2 separate regions of the Lactuca sativa genome follow, and region 2 is linked to region 1. The links are chromatin contacts, called in public Hi-C maps. All regions are on one chromosome and are shown on one strand. Each heading gives the region's core, a stretch centred on a gene start, on an enhancer-like site or on the middle of the called end of the contact. The rest is flanking DNA. Distances are from core to core; before and after follow the strand shown. Region 1 holds the start of LOC111916036 (protein SET DOMAIN GROUP 40). Region 2 holds the start of LOC111916033 (ras-related protein RHN1).

Region 1 (2,844 bases), core at 85-2,584:
TTTTTACTCCAAAATTTTAAACTTTTAAAATTTTCAAATATTATACCAAAATGTTCATATTTTCGTATTTCCAAATTACAATTTTTCTTATTTTCTAATTTTGAAGTACTTGTTTTTCTTAAGATATATTAATATTTAATTAATTTTAATATTTTATTAATAATCTATGGTCCCCGATTAATCATCGTTTAATCCCCGTAAATACGTAATATATAAAAAAAACATTAAAAATGTAAAATACTTAAAAATACATATAAATATGTAAAAAATATATTTATATATTTAATATGCATAAAAAAACATAAACATTTATATAAAAACCTAAAAAATATATAAATACGTAATACATAAAAAAATAACACATAAAAATGTGTAAAAAATATGTTTAATACTAATAAATACATATAAATACGTAAAAAAAACGTTTATACATTTAAAATACATAAAAAATACGTAAATTATATATATATATATATATATATATATATATATATATATATATATATATATATATATATATATATATATATATAAACTTAGAAAAATCTTAAATACATAAAATTACATATAAATACGTAAAAAATACGTTTACATATTATTTACCAATTTTGAGAAAACCTACAAAAAATGTCAGTTATTTTGGGATCATTAATGATTTGGTTTCATGACTTGGTAAACATATTAGGAAACATCATGGTTGTAGAAATCGGGATTAATCGGCGATTAATCGTTTGATGTTCTCCAACCGTCGAGGATTAGTGCATTAATCGGAAATTTAGGATTAATCGGGTTTAGCGGGATTAATCGGCCTTGGCAGGATTAATCGCTTAACACAAGTCAAAAAAGTCGAAAAAAGTAAAAAAAAAAAAAAAAAGTCAAAAAAATGTCAATTTTTTTTTAAAAAATTCAAAAATTCAACTTTCTTTTTTTACTCCAAAATTTTAAACTTTTAAAATTTTCAAATATTATACCAAAATGTTCATATTTTCGTATTTCCAAATTACAATTTTTCTTATTTTCTAATTTTGAAGTACTTGTTTTTCTTAAGATATATTAATATTTAATTAATTTTAATATTTTATTAATAATCTATGGTCCCCGATTAATCATTGTTTAATCCCCGCCAAGACCAATTAATCCCTTAACACCAGTCGACCGTCGAGCTACCGTCAAACGATTTTTACAACCTTGGAAAACATTAAAATGAATAAATTAACTTGTTTCTTAGATGTTTCTAATCAAAATGTTAAATAATTAAAGGTTTTCTGTTTTTTTTTTTTTTTTTTTTTAAAAATAAGCATTTGTTAATTTTTTTTCTAAATAATTATATTTTACTGTGGTTGAAAACCCAGCCAAAATTATGAAAAACTATAGAGACCATTTTGTTAGTTTTGTCTTTTATATTGATCTCTAATCTCGAAGGTCCATCTTGATTTCGGTTTTTTAGGGACCTGTTTCATGTTTGTCGGATCGAATTTATTCTATTTTTCAAAACCCGGGAGTATATTTAGTATCTACTAAATATTGGGCCTATTGGCCCAGGTTGGCTTAAGTACACTGGGCCTATCGAGTGTTGCTTTTTTTTTTTTTTGAGGTTTCGTTTAGGCTTTTGGTGGTTGTCTTGTCTGGTTGATCCGGTAGCCGGCCGCCGGTAGGGGGAGCAACGGAGATGGAAGAAGCAGCGAAACTGGAACACTTCATGGATTGGGCAACTACACTCGGAGTTTCAGATTCTCCAGACGACAACAAGAACCCCAATCATCTTCATTCGCCTTGTTGCTTGGGAAAATCTCTCACCATATCCTATTTCCCTAACGCCGGAGGGTAACATAAAATCTCTCAATCCATTTACAATTTTGTATCTGTGCTTTTTTGTTTTTGATTATATCATAACTTTCAGGAGAGGATTATGTGCAGTGCGTGATCTTCAAAAAGGCCAATTGATACTCAGAGTTCCAAAATCAGCTCTCATGACCTCCCAAACCCTAATGATGAATGATCATAAGCTCTCCATTTCAATCTCTAAGTTTTCTCTGTCTTCGACTCAGGTATTGCTCGATTAATTGCATGAAACTGTATTTTGTTTTCCGTATAACGAATGATGAGTTTGGGGGCAGATATTGACTGTGGCATTGCTGAATGAACTGGGAAAGGGAAAGTGTTCTTCGTGGTATCCATACTTGACACAATTTCCTTCAAATTATGATATATTAGCAAGTTTTGATCAGTTTGAGATTCAAGCTTTGCAAGTGAGAATATACTTATTATCCAATTTACTACTTGTATGCGTTTTAGTATATAAAAAATGTTATTCTGAAGTGTTTTGAAGTAACTGGCAGCTGGATGATGCTGTTTGGGCTGCAGAAAAGGCATTGGAGAAGACGAAAATGGAGTGGGAAAGTGCTATTGTGATAATGGAAGAACTTTTGTTTAAGCCACATTACATGAGCTTCAAGGCATGGATATGGGCTTCTGCATCTGTAAGTTTATTTGGTATTTAAATGTGTAAAACTTGATTGAGATATAATAATACATGATTAGGGTTTTGTTGAATGAAGATATCTTCGCGCACAATGCATGTTCCATGGGATGCTGCTGGTTGTTTTTGCCCGATTGGGGATTTTTTCAATTATGCTGCACCCGAGGAGGAACAAGTTGTGTCTGAAGATTTCAGGGATGATGGTGGTATGGGTGTTGATGGAGAGCAGATGGATGGTATGTCAGCTAGGTTGACAGATGGTGTGTTTGAAGATGAATATGATGCATACTGCTTCTATGCTAGAACAAACTACAAAAAAGGAGATCAGGTATAAAAGATGTTGGTAAAATGGTCTCAAAGATCAC
Region 2 (2,844 bases), core at 181-2,680, 290 kb before region 1:
CAGATGTCTCCATGAAAAAAAGACCATTCTCCTCAGCATATACACGTGCCTCCTGCATATCATAATTCGAAAATGTGATAATTAAAATATACATAATTACATATATACCCTTATATGTAAACAAAAGGGAAAAGGGTACATACTTCTGCTGTTACTTTCCTCTTGTCTTCAAGATCAGCTTTATTTCCAGCAAGTGCCATTACCATGTTTGGATTACCTGCAAAACCCACACAATGAAATATAACTTCATTCAAGATTTTGAACAATGAAGAAAAAGAAGATAAAAAAAATATATAGAAGTGAACAAGATCAATTGGGAGAAAACCAAGAAAAGGGCTACTGGTTTTTGTATGGAAATAAAGTTGAAAAATTTATGGAGGAAGTGAAATCTGCTCACCTTGTTTTTGAAGTTCTTGAACCCACTTTTTAGCCCGTGTAAATGAATCCTAAACATAGTCAGGAAAACAGCAAGTGAAAGTCAGTGATCCAAACTGAAATAGTAGTAAGATATGCTAAGAATTACCTAAAAGCGAATGTTTTAATAATTGCATTTAGAAATTCAAACATGATTCCATATCAATGTAAGAAAGAAAAAAATTTAACAGAAACATGCACTCTCATTCTATTTGAACTCAGTTAAGTGTTCTTAGTTAACAAATCTATATCCTATAAGGTATCAACTACTACAAACCACCACAATTCCAAGTTCAACAAGCCATATGAATGATCCACTGATAAGTTATGAAGACTCCACAGTTCAATTTCATAAAAAGGAAAACAGATATGAACAAGATTCTAGTAAGCTTAAATTACCGCGCTAGTGATATCGTAGACAATGATTGCCGCTGCAGCGCCCCTGTAGTACATAGGAGCCAAACTATGATACCTTTCTTGACCCGCCGTATCCCAGATCTCGAATTTCACCGTTGCATCATTCACTGCTAGGGTTTGCGAAAAAAACGCCGCTCCGATCGTCGATTCCTATCACCACAACAACCAAACAGATGAAATCAACAACCGAAACCACCACCAAGTTCAAACCCTAGAAAGTCAACGAAAAAAAGAGGAAAAAGTCAGATAATCAAAAATCAAACCTGGAATTCTAGAAATTGGCCTTTGACGAATCGCAACACGAGACTTGATTTACCAGCTCCCATGTCCCCAAGCAAAACCTACAAATCATCGCGTAACTTGAAGCTTCAAACAAACATAAACAATAGAACAAATCAGGAATAGAACGAGTGATGATGATGGAGTTCAGTTACCAATTTTGCGTTGAGATTATTGTGTCCGATCGTCGCCATATTGATACGATCGAGGGAGAAAAGAGGTTTTTCTTTTGCAGCAAAAGAGAAGCGATGTGTATTGTTGTTGGTTTGCTGATTGCTGAAACACGGAATTGGGTCGATATTAAAAATGTGGAGTAAATGCAACAAAATTACGAATAAAACAAGTCTTTAAATACACACGCTTTAGTCTAGAACATTACCCATGTCATGTGATATTATAGATTTCTACTTTTTAAAGATCATCATTATTTTTTTAATAAATTAACCTAGAGTCCTAGCTAATAATAAAAGCCTTGATAAGGTTTTTAACGTGTCTCAAATTATTATTACTTTATATGTAATGTAATTTCACGACTTTATTTACGTATTTTTTTTTTATAAATAAATTACTCTTATTATGTATTTATAGTTGTATGCTATTGACATTTGAATCGAATTTTGTAGTATTATTAATAATTAATAAAATAGATGACCCTCGTTTGAAATTCAAATTTATTAGGATAACTCGTAATCCTTATCAAGTTATCAACAATTAGACGCATTAACTTGAAGCACATAATTGTTTTCATCAAGATAAGTCTACATAAAATTCAAATACTATATATTTATTAAAACATGTATTGATTACAAAATTAAAAATATAAAATACAATAGCAAAGGTATATTATTTTATTATCTCTATACAACAATTCAGATATATTCCTCCCGACAATCAAATTCTAGCAACGATCATCACCGGGTTCTTAGATTCAAAAAACGTAATCATTTCTTCGTATAAGTAAATCAGTTTCTATGATGTTGATGCCACCATAGTGTACTATGAATTTATAACACAAGCTCACCTTATCTTGATTTTTTTAGATGTTTAAAAAAAATGAACATTTTAGCTAATAATTATTTCTTCATGTTCGATGAATAGACAAACATTATTGACCATATACTTCAGTTGATCATGGTAAATGGATTGCAGTTATCAAGAATGAGGTACTATGGAATTCCTCTTTGATTTCATACAATAAAATTAGTTTTGCATATTTTGGTTTTGGTGTTTTTTTAACTGTTTATATCACAGCTCATGTAGTCATGTGTATATTTTCAACCCTTTTAAGTTGGTATTTGAGTATTTGATTTCTTCTTTGTATTACATTTACAGGGAGGTGGACATTGATGGGTCTTTAGTTGCTACAAAATATGTTGGAGTTCAAGATATTGTCACTTGTCATGTTTAATAATGGGTGTCTACGTAGCAAAGTCATGGGTGATCCTATTAGAATGATAGGAGAGTTGTTAAATAAAAAGAAATGGAAATTTGACTATATTGTCATAGAAACTACAAATATGTAGTAGCCACTTGAACTTCATTTAATTGTGGGTATTTCTTTTGACAAGATATTTGATAAGATTGAACCATTTTACTTATCTAGAAAAAGATAATTTCAAAGGTTCATGATATATTAACCACTATTACTAATTACAAATTTTAGAAAAGGATATAAAAGTCTTGCCGAAAATAGCCAAATAGAAATCAAAATTAAGAATGATTTTGGGATTTTTT

Evidence for each region. Hi-C and Micro-C count contacts between places; a contact is called where the count stands out from the background.
Region 2: a contact with region 1 is called in a Hi-C map of leaf, with 7 times the contacts expected there. The contact joins the promoter of LOC111916033 here to the promoter of LOC111916036 in region 1. A contact is called at or near these places in 3 of 4 Hi-C or Micro-C datasets (bud and leaf).

The regions. Positions count from the first base shown.
Region 1 is chr2:160,420,660-160,423,503 of Lsat_Salinas_v11, reverse strand. It overlaps LOC111916036 (protein SET DOMAIN GROUP 40), which reads left to right and starts at 1,334. Exons shown (of 6, transcript XM_023911680.2): 1 at 1,334-1,824; 2 at 1,901-2,048; 3 at 2,118-2,249; 4 at 2,340-2,480; 5 at 2,559-2,807. The coding sequence starts at 1,670.
Region 2 is chr2:160,713,578-160,716,421 of Lsat_Salinas_v11, reverse strand. LOC111916033 (ras-related protein RHN1) reads right to left here and starts at 1,430. Exons shown (of 7, transcript XM_023911675.3): 1 at 1,266-1,430; 2 at 1,095-1,172; 3 at 814-981; 4 at 398-446; 5 at 144-217; 6 at 1-52. The coding sequence starts at 1,304.